Linked DNA regions of Mus musculus: all the other regions are linked to region 1. The links are chromatin contacts, called in public Micro-C and promoter capture Hi-C maps. All regions are on one chromosome and are shown on one strand. Each heading gives the region's core, a stretch centred on a gene start, on an enhancer-like site or on the middle of the called end of the contact. The rest is flanking DNA. Distances are from core to core; before and after follow the strand shown.

Evidence for each region. Promoter capture Hi-C pulls out the DNA fragments that hold promoters and counts their contacts. A called contact is a pair of places that touch in the nucleus more often than the background predicts.
Region 2: a Micro-C map of embryonic stem cells shows a contact between it and region 1, with 3 times the contacts expected there. The contact joins the enhancer-like site here to the promoter of Ercc6l2 in region 1. A contact is called at or near these places in 1 of 39 promoter capture datasets (macrophages), 4 of 484 Hi-C or Micro-C datasets (the N1E-115 cell line, embryonic stem cells, nephron progenitors and 1 more), 2 of 115 datasets of contacts at active chromatin or transcription factors (embryonic limb bud and embryonic stem cells) and 3 of 9 other capture datasets (adipose tissue, liver and pancreatic islet).
Region 3: a contact with region 1 is called in a promoter capture Hi-C map of embryonic stem cells, with 4 times the contacts expected there. The contact joins the enhancer-like site here to the promoter of Ercc6l2 in region 1. A contact is called at or near these places in 19 of 39 promoter capture datasets (the 3T3-L1 cell line, 3T3-L1-derived adipocytes, the HPC-7 cell line and 11 more), 1 of 15 datasets of contacts at CTCF or cohesin (embryonic stem cells), 29 of 484 Hi-C or Micro-C datasets (the C2C12 cell line, the G1E-ER4 cell line, the HL-1 cell line and 15 more), 26 of 115 datasets of contacts at active chromatin or transcription factors (T-cell acute lymphoblastic leukemia, acute myeloid leukemia, cardiomyocytes and 10 more) and 5 of 9 other capture datasets (adipose tissue, embryonic stem cells, liver and 2 more).

What each region holds. Positions count from the first base shown.
Region 1 is chr13:63,813,473-63,817,492 of GRCm38.p6, reverse strand. Ercc6l2 (excision repair cross-complementing rodent repair deficiency, complementation group 6 like 2) reads right to left here and starts at 2,253. Exons shown (of 19, transcript NM_001013608.3): 1 at 1,976-2,253. The coding sequence starts at 2,018.
Region 2 is chr13:63,965,917-63,970,222 of GRCm38.p6, reverse strand. No RefSeq gene overlaps it. Among named protein-coding and RNA genes, the nearest start is that of Gm30950, 40 kb to the right of the region's middle. Within about 2 kb of position 1,427, at least 5 of the 459 cell types and tissues checked have an H3K27ac peak or open chromatin away from gene starts, as enhancers often do. A contact at or near this core is called in embryonic stem cells, where this site is marked.
Region 3 is chr13:64,029,075-64,033,364 of GRCm38.p6, reverse strand. No RefSeq gene overlaps it. Among named protein-coding and RNA genes, the nearest start is that of Gm30999, 25 kb to the left of the region's middle. Within about 2 kb of position 1,929, at least 6 of the 459 cell types and tissues checked have an H3K27ac peak or open chromatin away from gene starts, as enhancers often do. A contact at or near this core is called in embryonic stem cells and liver, where this site is marked.

The DNA.
Region 1 (4,020 bases), core at 1,004-3,503:
CTATTTGTTAAATTACAGTTTAGAGACCATTTATTCTCTTACTCTTTAAAGAAAAAAATCAGTCACAGACAATAACTAAATGAGCATGGCTGTATTCTAATAAACCTGTATTTTAAAAGGCAACATCAGATTTGATTTAGTAAGTAGTTCGATGACTTTGTCCTTAGTACATGGTACCATCACTTATTGAAAAAACTCTTGAAAAAATTCTGTATATCAGTAGTTTAAATATACTTAAACTATTCTAAATGTCTGATTCTTTATCTATTGGAATAATACATATTGAAACAATAGCTCTTCTAGTTAAGAAAAAATCTTAGACTAACACACAAAAGACAGTTAACAAGCATAAGCTGATTTTTTTTTGTTTGTTTTGTTTTGTTTTTTTGAGACAGTGTTTCTCAGTGTAGCCCTGGCTGTCCTGAACTCACCCTGTAGACCAGGCTGGCCTCGAACTCAGAAATCCGCCTGCCTCTGCCTTCCGAGTAATGAGATTAAAGTCGTGTGCCACCACGCCCGGCTATAAGCTGAATTTTTAAGTGAAAACAAATTATTGATCTAGTGAGATAGCCCCTAAAAAACTCATAGACATAAACATAATGGCAAAAGGTGCTTTGGAAGAAGAGAACAGAGTGCTATGGAAAAGAAGTATTGGGAGACACATTTCAGAAAAAATTTTCAGGTAGACCTGTATGTATGTGGAAAACACCAGGACATCTTTTATGGGCACCTTTGTACCTGAGTTTGGGTTATTTCTAGAACCAAATAGATAAAGTTGGAGTCAGGAATAATGATTCTGTTACTACAGAGATTGGAACTGCTGATCAAGGGAGGACTTTTCTCTGAAAGGTAGGACTGGGGGTATTGCTCCTAATGATTGGGATGCCTCTCTCAATTCCAAAGTGCCTTTTTTGTTTGCTTCCAACATAGGAAACATACTTCCTTCTTGGACACTCTTGAGTGATCTGTTCTTCCCATCAGCAATTTTCCCCCTAAAATACCAAAAGTGACTAAATCTTCTAATAGCATCAAGGAACAAACATAGCAGTCCCATCACTGTCACTTAGAAGATCCACCATTTGCCTTTAGCAGTCAGATTCATAAAGGCATTTCTATTTGTGGGCCCTTAATTATGACATGACCAATTTTTAGTCCTACGAGTTCAAGGTTTGTTGCTTACCCTGAAATTAGCATTGAGCACCTGCTTACTTTCATGAGATATCTTCCTCAAAGGAAGAGCAAGATTTACCCAATGATTCCTGGGCACAGAACACTCAGTTGTAAATCTGTTCTGTCAGGGCTTGAAGGTTGACTCCATCTGTAAGCCAACTTGCTGCTAATACTGCTGACCTGGATTCCAGCCTCTGAATTCATAAGGAGAACTGACTCACCCAAGCTATCCTCTGACTTTCACATGCCTGATGCACACATATACACAAAGTTTGTAATCTGTTATATCAATCAATTTTATTAATAAAAGCTAGAGGGCAAGTCTGCATCCCTGATGGCTTGTGAGATAACTGCACTTTCAAAAGCTCTTGGTGATCTACTAGAGGCAAAATTCTGCTTCAATACGCCATGTAAGTGAACTAAACTAAATAAATAGGCCTTTGATCATCTACCTAACAGATCCCTGCTATTGACTAATAACTGGCATATACAAAGACAAAAATGACATTTACTGAACGCCAAGGGTCAAAAGTGGAGTCACTTGCATCTCATCTCATCTAATAGTCACAAGAAGCAATAGTCCTCGTTTTACAGATGAGGAGTCTGTTCCCACTGCTCGGCGAGTAACTGTGAGGGACAGCACTAAATTCTTTCGTCCAGGCGGCTGAGTCGCAAAGCCGAGGACTTCCCGCGGGGCAAGAGTTCGAAACCCGCAGCTGTCAATCACAGGAAGCACGCGGGAGCCGCTTCCGGAAGTGCCCTGAAGACGTGTGCCTGCGCAGAGGCGCGAGCTCGGAGCTCATACCTTTGCGGGAGTCTGCGCGGGACTGCGGGGCGGAGATGTCCATCGGGCTAGGGGCAGGCACCCGGCAGCCCCGCCGCTCTCGGCGGCGAGGAGAGCACGGCACGTGGGCCGGCTGCCGGGCATCGCCCGCCCGGAGCGGGGGGCGCTATGTGGGGCCTGACGCGGCGGCGTCACCTCAGCGACCAGCCAACGCTCGCCAGAGCCCGTAAATCCCGCGAGAACGAGCGCCTCTGCGCTCCATCGCTCGCCTCCCTCCAGATATCGCGAGAAGATGGACTAGCCTTTCAGCGGGCGGAAGCGGCTTCCCTTCCAGACGAGGTCAGCCTCGCGCAGTTCGCGAACGTCCCAAATATCGCGAGATTTGGCATTAGTCGGCGACCTCGACCCTCTTCGCTGAGGGAGTCCACGACCTGAGGTGTGTGACATCCTCCCAGGGCGGAAAAAGACAGTGTGAGCCCTGCACAGACCATTGACACTGTGGTGGCCTTGTCGTCTAGGAGCTTCAGGAGGCGAGCCTTAAGAGGGCGTTTTCTTGGGTTTGCCTACTTTATCGTAACTCACTCGTGCACAAACAAGGCAACCCCTGGGGTTCGGTTTTCTTCGCCATCTGAGAAGAGCAGCGACTGTGCCTCGCCCTGAGAGAGAAGCACACACCACGCAGCCTGCTGCCTCCAGCACAGCGTTCTGCGCACGAGCTGAATGGATTTTGCCTGTCCCAACATCTCCTGAACAAGCTCGTGAAGCCAAATGTATTCTTCATGTCGAATTCTTGTGATTTTTTTTTTTTTTAGGCCACTGTGCCTGTGTACGGGTCTCGTAGAGCTAAAAATCCAGAAGTCAGAGAAATTGCATTCCTTCCTAGAAAGTGGAAGAATCTCCACTCCTTGGCTTGACCTCTTTCTTCAAAGCCAAGGATAGTGCATTTCCTGAGCCTTCCACAATGGGTTTGGGTTTTGGGGGGGTTTGTTTGTTTGTTTGTTTGTTTGTTTTGAGCTCACCAGAATAATCTTATTTTCAGGTGTACACTCATAACTACATCAGAAAAGGCCCCTTGACATGTAAGATAACATGTATGGGTTCCTGGATTTAGAGACACAAATTCCTCTTGGGGATCATTATCCTGCCTACTGGAGGATCTTATTTGTATATACTATATGCCTATTCAACAAAGAGATCTCCATTCTTTGCAGATACTACTAAGACTAGTAGACTATTTTCAAAGGAGTGCTATATTAAGAGTGTCACTTGTTTGCAAAGCAATAGGAAAAGCTTTATAAAGAGAAACATTTAGGAATATTGATTTAGCTAGTAACAACAGCCTGAATAAAGGGGAGTAACTGCAAAAAATAAAGAGTTAAATAAATTTTGGGGGGAGGCAGGGATTTTGAGACAGGCCTTCTCACTGCGTAGCCCTAGCTATCCTAGAACTCATTCTGTAGACCAGGCTGGCCTTTGCCTGTTGGTTTAAGATGTAAGGCCTTACTGAAACTACAAGTGATTTGATAAATCCAAAATAAACATTGAAATGAAAGAAATCACCTTGTTAAAGGAATATCCTTCTAGCTAACAAGACGACTCCTCACCTTTGAGTGTCTCTTATGTAACTGCATTGCCATGATTGTCCTGTTTAATGAAATGGGAACAGTCATAACATGAACATGTCTTAAAGGTTAAGCATCCTGCCCTTAGGGTAGCTTTTGTTCTTGTCGGTTGCCTGTCATCCTCTTGTGTGGATGCTGATGTTGTAAACCTCCAACACTAGGATGCCAGTTACTTCAAGGTGAAATTGTGATATATTTCTGAAGTCAGTATAAGTGTTGTTGGATTGACTATATTGCATGCAAAACCACTGACAATTGATAACACAGCAAACATTAAGACAATTTAGACTACAAAAATATAACTGTAGTATAGCATGTTTGATATGCATGAGACCCTAGGCTCAACATCTAGCACCCAATAACAGTCATGATAAGCATTTCAAAAGAATTTTACTTGGATGCCAAAGAGACTTTTAATATAATTAACCCTGCAATACTTTATTA
Region 2 (4,306 bases), core at 178-2,677, 150 kb before region 1:
AATATGCCAAGCATGGAGGGGGAAAGGCGTTAGCTAATCAGATTTCTGGCCTCCTCCTTGAAGCCCTAGTAACTGCTGTGCTGTTTAATGAGGTAGCAACCCAGTCTCCACAGACAGGAGAATCCAATAGAGGACTGGAGGGTTTGCTAGCCTGGGGACTAATTATTGCCTTGTTAAACAGTGAGATGGGGTTATTGTAATTTTGGGTATGGCAATTAAAGTGTATGGTGCAAACTAGCTTTTAGAAACTGATAATTTCTTGAAATCAAAGAAAAGCCAAAGGAGTAGTTTACAGAAATGCAGAATCTCCTTGGACCCAGTTACAAAGCAAGAGGAGAAGGAGGAGAAAGAGGAGGAGGGAAGGAAGAGAAAAAAAAATGGAAACTGTTAAATGAGCAACAGAATCAGATAGAAACCCCTTCAGACCACCTACCCAGCAGACAGTGCTACCAACTGGCACACATTGTAAGGTTGCCACAATGTAATACCACACAGAGCAGTTTACAAGTCCATTCTCTAGGAGCTAGAGAAATGGCTCAGGGCTTTAAAAGCATGTAACTCTCTTATAGTGTAACTGAATTCAGATTCTAGCATGACGTGTATGTACAACTAAGAAAATCAATACTCTAAGTGGAACTGGAAAACAAACAAAACAAACAAAACAGCCACCCCCCCAAAAAACCAAACCAACCAACCAGACACGTCATAGCAAAAACACTGAAGGTTAAATATATATAATATATGTGTACACACACACACACACATTGAAAGCACCAACAAGCATCAAGCAAGAAGACACGGAAACCGCAGGAAGATTGACAACCAACTTCTTGGGAGAAACAATGGAGGCTGCAAAGCAGTAGATAACACGTTTAAAAGGTTCACAAAAAAGACTAGCTAAACCAAGAGGAGATACTTGGCAAAGCTGTTATTACAGAATGAGAACAAAATAAAGATTTTCCCAGGTAAGGGAAGTCTGAGAATTTGATGTTGGCTAACCGTCCTTACAGGAAATACTAAAAGGAACTCTTGTGGCTGAGAGCACATGACTCCCACAATAACTTGAATTCACGTACAACAAACAGCAAAGGTACTTGTGTGATTATAAAGGATGGAGCAAATGCCCATTTTTTCTGCCTCTTTTTGTCTTGTCTGATTTAAACAACTTTCCCGATATAATATGGTCGTAATGTATTTGGGGATCTGCAGCACATAAAGATGTCAGATACATGTGGTATATTTGATCTATTTGGCAGCAATAACACAAAGGTGGTAGAGAGAGCAAAGCTCTATTAGACTATAAAGGTGTCTGGTAAGACAATAACAGGGTTGTTGTGATTTAAATAAGAACGCTCCCCTAGGCTCACATCTGTGAATGCTTAGTCACCGGGGAGTGGCACTAATGAAAGGATTAAAAGGTGACCTTGTTGGTGGAAGCTTGTCACTGGGGGTGGGCTTTAAGGGTTCAAAAGCCCAGGCCAAGGCCAGTGTCTCCCTCAGTCTGTGGATCAGGATGTAGCTCTCAATTACTTCTCAAGCGCCATGCCTGCCATGATCATAATGGACTAAACCTCTGAAACTGTAAGCAAGTGCCCAGTTAAGTGCTTTTTGAAAAAATAAGAGTTGGTTTGGTTGTGGTCCCTCTTCACAGCAATTGGACAGTGACTAAGGTAAGGTTAATTTTTTTTATATATTAATGATCTAAAATGTCTAAAATAGCATCAATAAAAAAGGGGAGTGCAATGTAACTAACTATACAGGGATGCATTTGTTCATTTCTGGAACAGTGCTTACTGTAAACGATACAAACTAGAACTCAATTCTCTTGAAATGTGTGCAGTAAACTCTATGGCAACCACTTAAAACAGCTAAATAAGGGGTCGTATGGATGACCCAGAGATGAAGAGCACGGCTGCTTCTGTAGAAAACCTGGGTTTGGTTCTCAGCACTCATCTGTTGGCTCACAAACACTTCTAACTCCAGTTCCAGGAGGCTTGGTGTCTTCTTCTGGCCAATATGTGCACTGCAAGAACACAGTGCACACACATATGTGTAGGCAAACTCTCACATACATAAAATTAAAAAAATAGTTTTAAAAGAAAAAACATTGACCTCATAGCCCATAGAACAGCTCAAAATAACACATCATAACACAATATACATATATACATATTCTTTCCAGGCATACTTTCCATGACAAATCTCACGTTAAATGCTAAAACAAATCTCAGACACAATACAAAGTAACAAAGTATGTTCTCTGACAACAATTCAATGAAAATAGAAGCCAAGAACAAACAAGAATTTGGAAAACTCATAAATGAGTATAAATTAGGCAAACACCCCTAAATGACTAGAGAGTCCGAATTCAAAGGAAATCAGTGCTGCTGGGGTGTAGCTCAGTGGTAGGCTGGGTGCCTAGCATGTAGCAAGCCTTGGCTTCCACGTCAAATACCACAAAACAAATTAAACTGAAACAACAGAAGTGAAATCAGAAAAGAGTTGTAGATAACAGAAAATGGAATCGTAATGCTCCTCATGAGATGCAGTCACAGTGGTGCTCAGAGGAACATGGTAGCTAAAATGTTTAAATCACAGAAGACAAAAGGGTCGGTGTGGTGGTGTGTAACTACAGCCCCGGTGCTGTGGGGGTTAAGGCAGGAGGATTGCAAGTTTTAAGTCAGCTTGTGCTATGTAAATGATATTACATTAGAAAAAGAACAATCGAGAGGAAGGAAATAATTCTGAACAGTGCAGAAATTATTGGAAGATAATAAAGAAAAATCACCAAAAGAAACCAAAGCTGGTTCTTTAAGAAAATAAAGAAAAGCTGTACCTAGATTAACCTAGATAAAAGAGAAGACCTCTAAATATTAAAATAATAAATGAAAGAGGGCAGTCAACCATCCAATTTATGCTAATAAGATATATTATTATAAAGAATACTGTAACTGATGTAGTCCAAATACAAAATAACAGATGAAATGAGTAAGTCTTTTGAAAGACAATAATGTAACTGATTAAAAATAGACAATGTGAATAAACCTCTAACAAAAGGGAAAATTGAATTACTAACAAAGTTGCTCACAAAGAAAATCCCAAGTCGGGAGGGCTCATCATTGAGTCTTAACAACCATTTAAAGAAGAATAAATAATCGTTCTTCACAAGAACCTCCCCAAGACATAGAAGAGGAAAAGTTCCCCAACCGCTTCATAAAACCAGTGTTAACCAGATGCTAAAACAAAATAAAGACATCAAAAGAAAGGAAAAATACAGATCAATGTCTTTATAAACCAGACACAAACAGCCTTTTAGAAAGCTAACCATACCAAATCCAGTCCTGCATGACGTCATACTTGTTAAGTGAGATGCATTCCCAGGATGTAGAGTGGGTTTAACATCAGATTATTAATGAAAACATTGAAACAGAATTAAAATGATCATAGAGCAGATGAAAAGCACGCATTGACAAACTCTGACTCTTACCACTGTGACGGAAAGACCCCATGAGCAAGGAGTAGAAGAGACATCCCCCAACTGAAGGGAGACACCTGTGAAGAGCCCACAATTGACATCACACTCAACCCCACTGAGATCAACAACAAGAAGAGAGTGGCTGCTCTCAGTACTTGTAATTAATATTCTACCAGCAGTTCTATGCAGGACGGCTAATAAAGAAATGGAAAGTGCATCTGTTAGACAGGAAGAAGTGCAAATGACATAATACAGTATATAGGAAATTTTGAGGGGGGAGTATAGTGAGGTTGGGACAAGCATCAGGAGATGAATTTTCTCTCTGACACGTACTGACTGGTTTTTTGTGTCAACTTGACACAAGCTGGAGATATCACAGAGAAAGGAGCCTTCCTTGAGGAAAGGCCTCCATGAGATCCTGCTATAAGGCCTTTTCTCAATTAGTGATCAAGGGGAAAGGACCCAGCCCATTGTGGGTGGTGCCATCTCTGGGCTGGTAGTCCTGGGTTCTAAAAGAAAGCAAACTGAACAAGCCAGGGAAAGCAATCCAGTAAGCAGCACCCCTCCATGGCCTCTGCATCAGCTCCTGCCTCCAAATTCCTGCTCTGTGTGAATTCTTGTGTTGACTTCCTTTGGTGAAGAACAGCAATGTGGAAGTGTAAGCTGAATAAATCTTTCCCCCACAACTTGCTTCTTGGTCATGATGTTTTGTGCAGGAATACAAACCCTAAAACAGACACCCACACAAAAATAGGGACTGCATCTCTTGTCTGTAATCCCAGTTCTGTGATCAGGCAGAGGCAGGTGAATCCCTGGAAGCACACTGGCCAC
Region 3 (4,290 bases), core at 680-3,179, 220 kb before region 1:
TTAGAGCTCTGTGTTGCTAGGCAAGCATTGCACCAACTGAGCTGCCTCCTGAGCCTAAACAAATGTCTTTTGTTTCTATTCTGGGTCCTGTGTTGTCCCCTGGACCACAACCAGTTCTACTCAGTTCCTTCATTGTTTATATCTAACTGTTGTTACTGTTAGTGGGTGCTGGGGTTTGGACCCAGAGCTTCATGCTTGCTAAGAATATTCTGTTCTACCCAGTTATTGACTCTATTTTTTTTTTTAGCTTAACTTTGTTTTTGTCTGTTTGGTTTAGTTTTTGAAACTTATTTTTTAATGTCGCGACAATATTGTCTCTGATTCCATTTACCATTTGGGAACCCTTACAGGCAGCCTGTGATTTTCTCTTCTCTAAAACTGTTAACACAGGAGAGACAGGGCAATGCTGCTTGGCTGTGATTGGTCTAGCTCCTCCACACCTTCTCTTCTGGGCCAACCTTAGCAGCTAGCAGCTGTTCTTAACCTGGGAGTCAAAAGATCCTTTTATAGGTGTTTCCTAAGACAATTGGAAAACACAGGTATTTACATTATGATTCATAACAGTAGCAAAACTATCATTATAAAGTAGCAACAGAGTAACTTTATGGTTGGGGTCATCACAACATGAAGAACTGTATTAAAAGGTTGCAGCATTAAGGAGACTGAGAATCCCTGGGCTAGAGGATGCTTTTCTATCACTGCCAGTGACTATGTTGCATGCCTACCTGCCTTGCAGGTAGGGCTCATCCTTTGCAGGGCTTCCCACCCATCATTTTCCTTGGGTGCTTTTTTCCCTCTTTATGTGTATGTGTGTGGTATGTGTAGAACAGCCAATTTAAGCTTGTCCCTGACTAGCTCACAAGTGATGAGACTCAGACTGTGGTTATTTTATTTGTCTTTGACAATTCCTAGGGGGTAACCCCTAATCTGCTCTTCTAACTGCTGGCCTGGTTACTTCCCCAGAGGTGTACCCCAAGTACTTGCTGTTTCTCCTGGCCATGTGCTCTTCATCCATCTCCCCTCACGGCAGCGTCCTCTTTCCTCCCATTCTTCTTTCTCGCCCCACCTTGTCCAACCAGGTCACTCCAAACCCCCTATCTCTAATCTCTCTAGTAATTGACTGTAGCCAATTTTATTTAACCAAAAGATTTATTTATTTATTTATTTATTTATTTATTTATTTATTTATTTATTTATTTATATGGTTTTTTCGAGACAGGGTTTCTCTGTGTAGCCCTGGCTGTCCTGGAACGCACTTTGTAGACCAGGCTGGCCTCGAACTCAGAAATCTGCCTGTCTCTGCCTCCCGATTTGCTGGGATTAAAGGCGTGCACCACCACGCCCAGTTTAACCAATAGTTTTAAATCAAAGAACAAAGTTTGCACAACAAAAGCTTGTAAGCCCAGACCTTCCAGTATAGAATTTAGCATTACAATACATAGCAATAGACCAAACCTCAATACATATATATGTATTCGTGTTCAAGTGTGTGTTTACAGGGACCCAGGGTTGATAGTGAGAATTTTTGATTGGTCTTTGAAGTAGGGTCTCTCAGTCAAACCCAGAACTCACAAATGTGGATGGTCTACTTGTCAGCCACTTAGATGATTCCCGTCTCTGCCTTCTGAGGCCAGGATTACAGGCACTCTTATAGACCCTCTGGATTTATGTGGGTTCTGGGGACCTAAACTCTGGTCCTCTCACTAGTGTGGTAAATGCTTCAGCCACCACACCGTGTCCCCAGTCCCAAGTACTGTATTTTGCAATCATTGTATCACGAGTTATATTTAGAAGATTTTTCATAAGATGGGAGTTGGTAGAGGGTTGGAACCGGGCAGCATTCTTAGGAAAGCATCTACACTTACCTTACCTCTGCCACCTGAGGCCACTCTCCACCTGGAATGCTTTGAACTGAAGCCACACCTCCAGGGATGTTTGGTTGTGGCTTTTTTTCCCTTCAATTCCCTGAGTGGAGGGTGGAGCAGCCTCTGGGTGACGCCTGTGTTAAGTTTCTCACCTTGGGTGGTCCCTAGCCATCACTATCTTTTGCCTAGATGCTCCAGGAGGTTGTGAAAATTGAAGCTCAGATGTGCCAAGTTCTGTTAACACCTCCAGGGCAGAAGGGCTTAGAATCCAGCAATCTCTGCCTTCACTTAGGCTTGGCCTGATAAGCATCAGATTTTTTTTTTTTTTTTTTTTTTTGTGCTTTGTAACAGGTAAAGAAATTTTGTTTCAATGTCTCATATGCCTTTATTGGGAAAGGTGGTTTAAATCACAGCCCATGGTGGTCCCAGAAGCCTTAGCAACTCCCTACTGAGGCTTTTAGACTGGAGACTGTTACAGATCCTGTTCTGCCACTTGGGCCTCTGCCAGGAGTCAAAGTCTAGTCACCATGTGTGGGTTATTGCCTACTCATCATCTCTTGCTGCCGGTCAGTCAAGATGACCCAGGACCTGAATAACCTCTATTCCCAGAAGTTTGGGATGAGTGATGAATTTGTGGTGGGTACTACTAGGAAACAATTTTTCTTTGCTTTCTTCCCCTGCCCTGATATTTCCTCTGGCTTATTTCAAGGGCCTTTGAGATAAAATCCAAGAGAAACGATGTTGCTCTCCTGGGGCAAGAAACAGATTTAAAACAAAGGACTTTGAATCCCAACATTTTAAACAAAGAATCTAGAAAACACCTTTGCCTTAACCTAGCTTTGAACAAACTTAATGGGGCCACGTATCCCATCTCCCACAGGCATAAAATGTCATTTTTTAAAAACTTAAATTTTAACTAATTAATTTCTTTTAAATATATTATGTGTATGGGTGTTTTGCTGCATGTAGGTCTGTTTACTATGTGTGTCCCTGATGCCCTATGGAGACCAGAAGGGGACAATGAAGCTACTAGAACTGGGGTTAAAAACAGTTGTGAGTCACCATGTGGCCTGGGTCCTCTGGAAGAGCAGCCAGTGCTTCATGTTAGACTGGTGGGCCAATGACCTTATCTGGGTTTTATTTATTTATTGTTGTTTTTGATACAAAGTTTCTCTATGTAGTCAGTTCTGACTGGCCTGCAACTCCATCTGTAGACCAGGCTGGTCTGAACTCAGAGATCCACCTGCCTCTGGCTCTGGAGTGCTGGGATCAAAGGCATGTGTGCCATACTCTGCTTGCCTTATCTTTGTTTAAAAATATTTGTCTATACACTATACACTATAGCTGTCTTCAGACACTCCAGAAAACGGCATCAGATTTCGTTACGGATGGTTGTGAGCCACCATGTGGTTGCTGGGATTTGAACTCAGGACCTGTGGAAGAGCAGTCGGCACTCTTAAACGCTGAGCCATCTCACCAGTCCCCTTGCCTTATCTTTTTAATGTGTGGTCTGGGAACTGAATTCCTGTCTTTGGCCTACTGCGGCTAACACTGACTAAGCTATCTCCCTAGCTTTACAAAGGGTAATTTAAACTCCAGTAAAATTCATAGACAATAAGAAGACAGTAACACACTGAATTTACATACAGTTATCCTTTATTGTCCACTAGGGGATTGCTGTCAGAAACTTGTGGGTATCAGAGCTGAAGATGCTCAATTTTCTCTTGTAATAAATATGTAATAAATTTGTGCATGTAGCTCTCTCTCTCTCTCTCACACACACACACACACACACACACACACACACACACACACACACACACACACACTTGTTTTTTCAAGACAGGGTTTCTCTGTGTAACAGCCCTAGCTATCCTGGAACTCACTTTGTAGAGCAGGTTGGCCTCAAATTCATAGAGAGCTCTACCTGCCTCTGCCTCCCGAGAGCTGGAATTAAAGGTATCCATCTCATCCCCATGTATATTTTAAGTCATTTCTCAATTGCCCGTTATATCTGATGCAATGTAAATATGATACAAATTGTCTATATACTACATTGGTTAGTGCATAGCATCTGACCATTGTTAATAGTAGTGCTACCAATCATGGGCCTAACTGGATCCAGCCTGCCAGGCATGGAAATATTTTACTTGTGTCTGTTGTTTTGACTATCAGACTATTGAAACAGTGAACCTCATGGAACTGAATTCTCTCAGGAATCTCATGCTGGTAGAAGAGAAAGCCAAACCCCATGCTAAGCCAGAGGAGGATAGATACACATATACCTGGCCCTCTATTGAAACTTGAACTCTCACTTCAGGACTCCGAAGATGGCCTTGAGGAAATCACTTTCCGATGTGGTCATATCTCCTTGTTCTGCGTTTCACTATTAATTTCTATTAATTTGCTATTTTAATTGTTTTAT